3 separate regions of the Anser cygnoides genome follow, and all the other regions are linked to region 3. A link is a contact called in public Hi-C data. All regions are on one chromosome and are shown on one strand. The core of a region is the stretch at or near the end of the contact, and the rest is flanking DNA. Distances in the headings are between cores, read along the strand shown.

The links. A called contact is a pair of places that touch in the nucleus more often than the background predicts.
Region 1: a Hi-C map of liver shows a contact between it and region 3, with 2.1 times the contacts expected there. The contact joins two enhancer-like sites. A contact is called at or near these places in 2 of 7 Hi-C or Micro-C datasets (both in liver).
Region 2: a contact with region 3 is called in a Hi-C map of liver, with 7 times the contacts expected there. The contact joins two enhancer-like sites. A contact is called at or near these places in 2 of 7 Hi-C or Micro-C datasets (both in liver).

What each region holds. Positions count from the first base shown.
Region 1 is chr27:1,434,605-1,438,278 of Taihu_goose_T2T_genome, forward strand. The region is part of intron 1 of GATAD2A (GATA zinc finger domain containing 2A); the gene reads right to left. Among named protein-coding and RNA genes, the nearest start is that of GATAD2A, 7.1 kb to the right of the region's middle. Within about 2 kb of position 1,302, at least 1 of the 3 cell types and tissues checked has open chromatin away from gene starts, as enhancers often do. A contact at or near this core is called in liver, where this site is marked.
Region 2 is chr27:733,036-736,748 of Taihu_goose_T2T_genome, forward strand. All of the region lies in intron 5 of SBNO2 (strawberry notch homolog 2), which reads right to left. Among named protein-coding and RNA genes, the nearest start is that of GPX4, 25 kb to the left of the region's middle. Within about 2 kb of position 1,681, at least 2 of the 3 cell types and tissues checked have open chromatin away from gene starts, as enhancers often do. A contact at or near this core is called in liver, where this site is marked.
Region 3 is chr27:1,130,898-1,134,696 of Taihu_goose_T2T_genome, forward strand. The region is part of intron 2 of GNG7 (G protein subunit gamma 7); the gene reads left to right. Among named protein-coding and RNA genes, the nearest start is that of GNG7, 19 kb to the left of the region's middle. Within about 2 kb of position 1,979, at least 2 of the 3 cell types and tissues checked have open chromatin away from gene starts, as enhancers often do. A contact at or near this core is called in liver, where this site is marked.

The sequences.
Region 1 (3,674 bases), core at 52-2,551, 300 kb after region 3:
CGCCACCCAACGTAACATACACTAGGAAGTTAATTTTGTTGCGACAAGAGCAGAATTTGGTACTGGGATGTGACCAGAAAAAAATAAGATGTAAAATTTGTGCCAAATTCGCAAGTATCCCAGAAGGAAAACTGAGATTAGGCCTTTTCTCAAATTCAAGATAACGCACGTCGGAATGACAGGTCAAAGAAGAACAAGAAGTAAAACTCGATTTGGAAGACTTGGTCATCTTCCTGCAACCAGCAGCAGATGCAAGACGCACGGGAACATGCTAATATTGGCATACAGAACAGGCTAAGCAGGTCCTGAAGCTCGGCAGCCGATACGTGCTTTAGTTAGGGCAGAGAACATCATTGGATGGTCCAGAGGATCAAGAAGCACAGATAGCTCGGAATAATGCTTCAGACCGGTGGCTCTATCTGTTAGGCTCACCTGGTTTCCACCGTACACCAGGGGCTGTACGGGGGGGGGTGTTGACCTGGTGTCCGGTCCTAGGATGACAGACTGCAATCTTTCATTTAAAAAAAAAAAAAAAAAGACAGCCCCAGGACCTTGTAGAGAATGTATCGTTCCACCTTTTACATTGCTGGCTAGGAGTTTGAAATTAACAGACTATATATTTAAATATTTAAAGGGAAAAAAGGATAAAACTGTAATCGTGCTACGACGGTGCTAGAAATTACAGGAATACAATTTTAAGATGGCTTATGCTAAGAATGAAAGGAATTCCATAGATTTGGGACCAAGAGACCTTCCTTTACTTATTTTCTGCTGAAACTGTGTTCCTGCAAGCGCAAGTTGCAGTCACCACCAGCTGCTCAAGACAGAATTTCTGGAAAATAGTTCAGGAATAGGATGAGGAGGTAAAAGGGTGCTTTTTGACAAGAAGAATCTGCCCTTCAGTCCCTATATGAGCCGTACCATGGGGTCTGTCTGCCCATCTCCCACCCGCAGGGAGTAACACTTAAAGGTTTTCTGCAGCAAAGCGGGATGCGAGATTGGAAACGGTCAAAATTCCACGGTCTAAGCACTGAGGTGAATAGCCCCAAACAGAAATGAAAATTAATCTTTCTGAACTGAAAAAAAAAAAAAAAAAAAAAGATCAGTAAGTTATTCAGGAAATGGGGAAAGCAGCAGACATATGCAAATACTGCCGAGCCAGAGATGGTGCTTCAGTGTGATATTATCTGACCCTGTCCCTAATAAGCACTTTTATGGCTGGAAGGGGATATATTAGGAGCTCTGCTCCAATTCAACAAGCGCTTCATGGACTATCGATTTTGCTCAGAAGTGGGAGAGCACAAAGTTCAGCCGGCATTGCTTTTATTTAAAGATCTGCCAAAGACCATCTCCAGCTCCCAAAACTGGTCCTCCGCAGCCCGGCGCAGATTGCTTCGGTTAGGCTCGTGACCTGCAGCTTCGGACACAAACGTTTCGCTGGCAAACAGTGAGTCAGACCCACAGAGCCATTCCGGCGAGGGATGGCTGTAAACAAGCACCTCTTGCTTGTTTACTGATCACTGTCACGTGGCTCATCAGAACTTGACCCTGATTAGGAGAAGAATTAACTAGTCGGAGAAAACTCTGACGAGATCCTAAATGGCTCGGATCCCTGTGAGCCCTAGCTGCCCCGGTCCCACGGGAAGCAGGACCCCACACCCGGCTCCGCACCAGCGGGACTGCTGCTCGCTGACTTTCCCTTCTAAATGAAACTCTGGGCTGTGCCACAGTCCACATCTGCAATCAGGTGATTTTATCGTCATCTGCTGATTTCCTCCCCTCTTGCGCACACGTTGCATTTGCCTCCCCTGACTCTTTGGGGCAGTCTCTGAGGGCAACGGGACCGCTGGGCTATTCACAAAGTAATTTTAAGTATGAATTGCCTCCTTTCGGAGCACAATAATGAACACTTTCAGTTTTATACTTTTTTGTTGACTCCTTATTCAAAAATATTTAAATTACTAATTCACACTGGTATCAATATCTGTATACTCTGAAACCCTGGACAGGGAAAGCAGAAGAGAGCTGATGTTAATACATTGCTAACAGCAAGTGCTCTTAGAATTAAAACATGTAAGACATTTCCTCCAGCACTGAGGGCGTCTGATCCTTCTCAGATTTTGGTCTTTACCACCCTCCAAATTAGAGGTAATTGAGGAAATACAACCATGACCTGGATAACTAATAGCTTTTACCAGTTCTAGTAGAGAACTGTATTCTCGAAGCTCTATTTGTAGCTATCCCATTTCCTAGAAAAGCAGCTTTTTTCCTTGAGGGGACCAGTCGGGCTGACTGGTGTACTTGTGCTGAAGTGGTTAATTTCTCCAGAAGATAAGGAGCAGATCTACAGCTGTACAGTACTGTAAATGCCACGCTCAAAACTTTGCTCTCACCCTTCCTCTGACACACTCGAGGCGTTCCTGCACAGGGCTGCGACGGTTTTCAGGAACTGCACCAAAGATGCTCTCGTTCTGAGTTCGAAAGCCAGACTGTGCGGCTCAGCTGAGCTGTAAATTTGCAAGGTATCAACTTAAAAAATGGTTTGGAAGGATTTTTTGGCAGGATTTGTGTTTATCCACTAAAGCATCTTGGAAGCTGCAGGTTTGGGGTTGTCATTGTTAACAAAGCATCGTTCGTTGTTAACCAGATTTGAACAAACTCCGCAGTCAGAGCTGGCCAGTTGGTACACGGGGCACAGAAAAACCCGATTCAGGACGGATTCAGCTTTACAGTGCAGACCCTACAAATTAAGGGTTTCAGAGCTCACAGGGAATGTTTCTCCCAAGGTCAGTGGGTTTGTAGTTGCGGCATGAAGAACTCCACCTAAATTCCACAGATGGATTTGAGCAATTCCCAGCAGTTATTCTCTCAGTCCAGCATCAGACTAGATTCCTCATGGAGATTAGCACCAGCACAGGCAGGTATCTGTCTGCATGGGTGCCGCGACACCAACACTTCTCTGTGGTTTAACAGACGAGTACTGGCCAAAGATCCTCACGGTTGGGGCAACTGAGAAATAAAGAGCTGACAGAAAGCATTCTTAACTCTAAGTGCTGACAAGGCAAGGCTTTTTCTCCCGTGGTACGGTTCTGATGGAAGGGGATACAAGACCCTCGTGTCAGGGTACTCTTACTCTAGATTTCTTCCAAGTATGCAGCCAGTGATTGCAACAAAAGGTAGATAAAGAGCAAAAATTAGGAACTTTGAGCAAAGCACCTTCAGAATCTTGTCCCTTCAATAAAGCAGGCATTTGCCTTAGGGCTGCGAAAGGGAGCGCTCGGTTGTTCCTGGCTTCTCAGGGGACCCAGCCCGGGATCAGCATTGCACCGAGACCTGCACTGCATGCAAAGCCACCTGTGCCATCCCGCTACAAAATCATCACCTTGATTATAATTAACTTTATTAAAATTTGTAGCACGTCAAGGCCAAACAAGCAAGTTATCTGTGCCTCTCAAAAAACTTTCTTTTAACCTTTCAGAGGTGAACAGAAGTTCGACAGGTCAACCTGCTGTTGGTTTGCTGTAACTCGTGGTAATTTTGTGAAGATGAATGCTTTGAGCCTTTTGTTACCTGTTGCTGCCAAGGACTCAATGTGTATTTGCAAGGTGCCAGCAAAGCCTCACCATCCAGTTATGTCACAGGCAATCATGGGCACATTGATGTAAAGCCAAAGT
Region 2 (3,713 bases), core at 431-2,930, 400 kb before region 3:
GCAAATTAAAGCACGAAAACACAACAACAGCGAGGACACTTGTGCTCTGTGCTCAGACCTTACACTCCGGTGACGTCAATGCTTTAATACTTTCTGTTTGTGAATGACAAGCCCTGGGGAGTAATTCTGGAAACTAATAAATCTTGCAAACGCCCCACATGCCTTCGTCAACACAAACACAGGGAATAACTGACGAAGGTAAAAGCATTCCTGCAAGAAGCATGAACATTTTGTGTGTTTCTGTGTGAGATGAAAGCCTGCAGAGACGCGTGTCCTCCCGCAGCGTGAACACGACTGGGACAGGAGCCCTTCTGCCAGAGCTGTAACAACTGCTGGCATTAAGACAGGTCACCCCAAACACTCCACTCTGCCTTCCAACTGGGGACCTCAGGCAGAAGCCCACCTTTCAGGCCGCTCACACTCGCACCAACAGGTTACCTGTGCAAACACCGCCACTTTCAAAGGACTCTTACAAAGCCTGTCAAGACCTGATGCAAGTTTGCTATGGGAGCGCTGGGTTTGCTCTGCACCGGAGCAGTTACGTTAGCCACCGGGCCCCAGCTGCTCCGCGGGCAGCTCTGCACTGCAGTGCTCTGCGCTCCCTGAAGGGCAGGTCCCCGACAAAAGGAGCCGTGCAGACTCCCGCTGCCATTGCACACGTTTCGTTCTGAACTGGTGAGTCCCAGCGAGAGCACGGGGCTGGGCTTGCTAACGGGAGAGAAAAAGCACCACTGCGGGGAGCAAACGGGGAGACTGAAGTACGGCCGAGGAGACCCAAGCAGGGGCGGTGGGGAGGACTGAACAGGGCTGCAACCCAAAGCCGCCCCTGGGAGCGGACCGGGCGTTACATCAGAACCCCGACATTTTACAACCTTCTTACAAACTGCCCTCGAGGCAAGCATTTACTTACCGGTTTTGCAATTGTGTTTTTAACATTAAAAATGCTGTTTGAAGTAATGAAGCAGCCGCACCAGAGGGCGGCCCGTGGCTCAGCACTGGCTCTGCGAGGTTAAGGACCGCTGCTGCCACCACCACCGCTTGCACGGGGGGTTCACCTCACACCTGCGGGGCCCAGCACCTCCGCAGCGCAGATCCTGGCCGCGAAGCCCGGGTCCCAAAGGGCGCCGGGGCCCAGCAGAGCAGCGCCAGGCTGCCGCCGCGGCCGTCGTGCTCGGGGCGGGTGCCGGTGCCCGCAGGCGCCAGCTGCTGCGCCGGGTTAATGATTGCCCGGGTCCGGCCAGCCCGCCGCACCGCAGCCGCTCGCAGCGCCCAAGCCGCTCCGAGCCGGGAAGGCACAATTGAGGAGAGCCTTTGTCTGCCCCCACACAAACAAAATCGCCCTGGAATTTCCCGACAGCGAGCAAGGTCAAGCCAGCAGCTCATGGCATCCAAAGCAATCAGCGGCTCCAAAAGCGGCACTGCTTCAACTTTATAGCCTGTCAAGAGCGCCAGACTTGAAGAGACCTATGCTCCACAGGCAGAAGTGAAAAATGGGAAGTTCTTAAGCATAAACACTCTGATTATTTCCTTTTTTTAAAATTAAAGAGAAAAAAAAAAAAAGAAGAAAGAAAAAAACACCCTCCATTACTGGAAGCCTGAGTCAGAATTACCAGAAGGAAGCTGGACGGAAGAGCTATTTTCAGTGCCAACAAATCTGGAGAGCAGGTGAAACATCTCCACCTACAAATCTGAGCTCAATACCAAAGTTTCTTCTTAGGCAATAGAAGGTCCGGATCCTGCAGGATCGGGGGACGCGCAGCTGCGGCAGTGGGAAGTTCGGGTAGCTCTGGTTTTGCTTCGTGTCATCTTGCGAACAGAAACCCCTGCCGTCCCGATTCAGCAACGCGGCTTTGGCACGCGGCTTTTCGCCTCAGGTGTTACAAGGAAAAGGACAGAGACCCAGCGGTCTGGGGCAATGGAAAACAGACCCCACAGCTGAGGATACGCTGCGAGGACCAGTCCAGGCGGGGCCAGGGGCTGCACGGGGCAATAAATCACCTTGCTCCGGACTGAGCTCACACAGCTCCTGCCCCTCTCTCCTCTTGCTCACCTCACTGCCCGATTTTCTCCTTTCTCTAGGTGACGTACCTAAACCCGTTAACGTAAGAGTACACCGTGCGTGAGAACACTGGGATGGAGCAGGAGATGGACTCACTCCGTGAAGCTGCTGACAACTGCACCGAGGCTTGATCTTAGTCCACTTTCTTCCTCCTTGCATTGTTCTCCCTTTACCCCATCTCGCTGTGACTTCCATGGGAAATGAGCAGTCGCATCTGGCTGGCGAGCCAGCTCCCCCCAGCAGAAACACAATCCCTAGTACGGAGCTAGGAGAAGGGTGTTCACTGTTTTAAGTGCTATGAATGAGTTAGGCTGAGAAAAACGCGTCCACGAGTCACAAGAATTGGAGCTCCGAGCTTTCAGAGGCAGGGCTTTGTTTCCCCGATCTAAAAAGGCCGTGAATTCTCGGGAGATGGTTGTGAGAAAGCACAATGGACTACCCCAACTATTTTTAAAGGTATTTCACAACTCCATCACAAATTAAGCAAGCGTGTTTTGTCTGCTAACTCCTGCAAATATTTAACTATGTGGTAGCTCTTCCCTCCGTGCCCGCTTCAGAACTAACGCACGGAGACGACGCACCGAACACCTCTCCCTTAGTTCTGGTGCCAGCTCCCCCAGCACGGGCACACGAAGGCAGCTCTGAGCCCAGCCATTTCCTCTTGGTTTAGGAACACTCCGCCCAAAGCTTCAGCCCTGGGCACTCGAGATAAGAGTTTCTCGGTGAGCTTGAAACGTTTCAGCAGCGTGCAATCGAGCCGCGACGCTTTTCTCCAGTCCTCCTCCGTCCCCCTGCAGTAAAACACTTCCCCAGTGCTAACGATGGCTGGCAGAGAGGGGGCAAAGCTAAAATACAGATATGGTCTTTTCCGTAACATGTCTTCAAATTGCTGCGTGACAGAAAACACGTGGGTGGTTTCTGGGTTGTTTTTGGGTTGTTTTTAACGAGGACAAGCCACAAGGCCGTTCTTGTACCCGGGATCCATAGGGGGTCTCCGTGCAGGATGCATCCAACACGTTTAGGAGACGTCCCGAATATCGGAGCCCTTCAGAGATCGCTGCTTCTGCTCCGTGAGAATCTGAGACTGAAATTCTGTCTCAGGAACTTATCTGCTGTCCTGACAGCAGAGAGCAAGGCCTCCCATTGTTCCTGGGCAGAGCTGACTGTACAGCCACAGCTGATAAGATGTACTGGAGCAAAACGGGGACTGCATCCGCCTGGGCTGCGTACAGTGAAACCTGACTCACGTTCAGCCCTGTACTGCAGATTAACTGCCAAAATTCCTGGCATCTTATGGAGAATTACGGTGGCATGATGATGTGGGAGGGGATAGGGAAAGACTGGATAAATTGCGTGTACATTGGTGCAAGACATCAGCCGGGTGCCAGCCTTGCACCGAGCGTTACAGTAAGGAACTTTTTACTTTGGCACTGCCTCGGGATTTTGCCACAAATCATTGGCTTGCCTCCTTTAACGAAAACCAAGAGTATTTTCAAAAAAAGGTAATAAATCAGTTGCCAATCAACGAAGCTAACAATCCCTCTATCTGGCATCCTGCAAGTTCCCACCTCCCATGCAAAAACGAAACTGAAATCTCCTGCCTGGGATACGCTTCAGCGGCATCTCGTCAGGAAATGTCAGGCTCACTGAAAAT
Region 3 (3,799 bases), core at 729-3,228:
GGACTTAAAAAAAAAGGTTCCAGAGCAAGTTGCCAGCACAGACCTCCTAGCAACTTCACAAGCAGCAGTTTGCTTCCAAAAGCAAATGTGCGCTGGCTGTGGCAGCTGTTACTTAGCAAAAATCCTGGGCCGCGTGCTGGAAAATGGCAGGACTCCTGTGGGCAAGGAACGAGGAATCTGCTCGTCCCTTGGAGGAATTAATGGGGAAAAGTTAAAAGCTTGATGAACTCTCTCTTTACCACGGATGTTTTGCATTGGTTGTCCAGATGCAATTGCCTGGTAATGATTTACTATTTTTGGGTGTCTATTTTTGGAGACTGGACAAAGTCTACCTCTGGACCAGTACCTTTTGCCTATTTTTAGAGTACTACGTAGCAGAATTGCAACCAGCTTGGGTTATCCCATTAAGGTTCTTTAATTTCGAGCCTGGGCTGAGCACCTTTACCCCAAGTAACGCGTTCCTTTCCCTCTAACTTCACCGAGACGTCGGTCCTGGGGGAACCTGAAGCGCCGCTGTGGGTCTGCAACCTGCTTGCCCGGGCGAGACGCGCCGCGCCGCGTGGCAGGTGCCGACCTCGTGCGATTGCAGCGTGGCTGTGAATCACGGTCCCGTGCCGGTGCTGCTCGGTGCCCCTTGGTTACCCGCCGGTCAGCGGTACCTGCCTGGAATGCTTTAGTTTGGCCCATGGGTACGGCATGTAACAGTTCCCAAGTTCCTCGACGAGGGGATCAGTCAGACGCCTCGGAAGGAGCCTTTGGCCATTTGGCAGCTTCTGATTTTCCATGAGCTGTTCCGCGTTGCCCAACCGTGCTGCACGGGGGCGCGGGCACCAACACGGCGCTGGCACCAACACGGCGCGGGCACGCCGCTCTCACCAGGGCAGGGCTCGGCGGCTGTTCTGCACCAACAGCCTGCCGGTGGCTCTGGGCTTCCTAAAACCCGCGTCTCTTCACTGAACGAGCAGGCTGGAGCTAAGGAGCCGAAAGTCACAGCCAGCGCAAATGCAGTTTTCTCTTATTCTCACGTTGGAATCCCAAATCGTGTTATCGGGAACATTGCATGTTGACCTTTATTTGCAGAGGTGACTGGGCTGGTGCCTCGTTCACCTTGTGCATGCAGTGTCTTTGATTTTTACCCTCTGTCACATATTCAAGCGTTCTTTAAAAGTCGTAAAGACTGCTCATACAGCAGGCTCTTCCTGCAGAAAGACTCCGTGAGTCTCGTGTCGCGTGTTCCCTCTAATCTTTTCATAGCACTCTTTATTAGTGGCAGTAGGAATAGCTGACAGCATCGGCCGCCTGCCTGCTCTGCGATCCGCCGGATCTTGGAGCGTCCGAAGGAAGGAAAGCGAGTTCCTCCTGCCGGGGAGCTGGAAGATGGTGGTGGAAAGGCTCTGCAGCGACTGCCTCCCACGGGGTTCCTGGCACCGCAGGCTTGCTGGTGGGCTGGAAGGGATGATCTGTCTTCCCTCCAGCTTTGCACCGGCTTTGAGGGAACGTTGGCAGCTGCAGGCTTTGCCTCGGGAGATGCCTTGCATTACCAACTGTTGCCGCTTCCAGGCAGTTCGGAAAGGAATTCCCCTCCTTGCTGCTCCCACCCACTGCAAGGTATCTTTGATAGCGCTGGCACTTGTGGTGCAAGCAGCTCGCCTGCGTGCAGGGCGGGCGTGAGCAAGGGATCCTGGCCCAAAACGTAAACAGGGCATGGGTCAAGAAGGACCAAAACCGACAAGTGTTCTTTCCCCAGACCTGTTGGTGTGACGAATGCCTGCGACAGGTTTCTAACGAGGATGGCAGAGCCCCTCTGACTCTCGCACGGCGATGTTCAGGTCCTTTGTTCGGGCAAGCGCTGCCGTGCAATATCCGCTCGAAGGAAATTGCAGCCTGCTTATCGCCTGCGTAGGAAATGGTACAAGTGGGAGATAGGGGAGTGCCTGCCGCGCGGCTGGCTGTGCCCCGGGAGCTGTGCGCTGAGCAGCGAACGCCGTACGCGGCGTACCGGGGGCCGGCTGACTTACTGGAGACCTTTGGCCAGCTGGGAAGTCGCTGGCCGGTGCCGCCAGATGAATGAAAGCCAGAGCTGGTCCTGCCAGTTCACCTTCTTGGCTCCGGCGGTCTTGTTTTCGATGTCAGTAAGCAGGAGCGTGTGGTCACGCTTCGCTCAGCTGGGTCACGCTGCGGGATATCGTGTTCTGTACCTTTGCACTGGGAGAAGCATGTAAGGAAGGAGGGGGCAGAGTTTATTCCAGCACGCTGAGGTCAGGCTTGTTTTCCCTCTCTGAGCAAGAACAGACCAGCCCCTGGAGTCAGCTTCTGCAAGCCTGTAAACAAAAGGCTCATTTCTGCGGAAAGCCGAAGATGGTGTTGTGTTCCTCTGGAAAGTTTTCTTGGCCTGCTTTTTTTCCCTGCTGCGAACTGTGCCCGGTGCATTAACCTTCGGTTCAAAGGTCTGCGCAGGGGGAAACGCTGCTGCAGTTCATCAGGCCGAGCTCGGGGGTGTCTGCAGGGCTGGCACCGACTGCAGAACGGCCGAGGGGGACGAGTGGGTGACCCCCGGGAGGCTTTGCGAGGGCCACGGGGCAGTGCTGCAGAGATGAGAGGGGCTCTCTGGGGTGGGGAGGTTCAATGTCAGAACCGCAGGTGCCTCGCAGGGGGTTGCTGCCCTCACCCCTTGTTCCTCTGGGAGCTGCTCAGGGCCTGCCCTCGACAGCAGTCCCGAACGGCAGCGCTCGCAGAAAACCCCAACAGCGCTTAAAATGGTGACCGGTTGCAAGAGGGATCTGAAACGCTGCGGCGGCTGCTGTGACAGCGCTGAGCTGGACGTGGCCGCCCAGGGATCCCCGCGCTGCTTTTAAAACAGGAGGAAAGAAAGGGCAGTCAGAAAGGCAGGTGCATCGACAAAGTTCAAGGGGGAGCAGTGCAAATAATGGTGTTTGTAACGTCATTTCAGGCGTTCGCTTAGGTAGGTGTAGCTTCAAGACTTCATTTAGTATAGATGAGGGTTCTCTTTTATTTCCCCCCCCCCCCCCGTCAAACTGGTGTGAGTTATTCGGCCGTGCTGTGACTCTCAAAGGAGAAAATCCCCGTACTGGGTGTTGCCTCTTGTGATTGCTGTCAGCAGAGCTCAGTTTAGTCAAAAGGTAGGTTTGGGTTTTGGGTGGCTCCTCTTTGGCCGCGGCTTCGAGCTCTCCCCTGCAGCTCGGAGGCGGCAGCTGATTCCCGCAGCAGCTCGGCATTTATCACCTCTTCGAGAGCACCAGAGACACTTGAACAACTGCACATACTTCACGGGGCCAAGCTGCTTGCTATTTCAATCTGTTTGCAATTTAGAAGCAGTAATTATTTTTTCATGCTGTAAAATCACGTATAGCTGGAAGAGCTGGGAGGCAGCGAGCGGGGGCTACAGCTGAGCGCTGGCGCCGTGCAGCCCGTGATTTACGGGGGCAAGTTCATCTCTCAGAGCAATTAGCAGGAGGCAGCAGGCTATGGGGAAAGCAGCCTTCCGTACAAAAGGCACGTCATCCTCTGTGGAGAGGGCTGAAGAGGCTGTTTGCTTGTTGATGGCTGAAATTCCTCCAGGCTGCTCATCTTTCTCCCCCCTTTCTGCCGCAGCCCTGCACGCGGGCGATACGATGGAGAGCTCGGCTCGAGCCGGGGAATGCGAGGAAGCAGCCAGGGCCTTCCTGGTCTCGGGGTCCAGGAGATGAGCCGGGGACAATCCCCAACCTTCTGCTGTTGGCTGAAGCCTTCAGGCTTGTAGCCCACGCTCCTTTTTGGTCTCTCGGTCCCGTACCCCGCT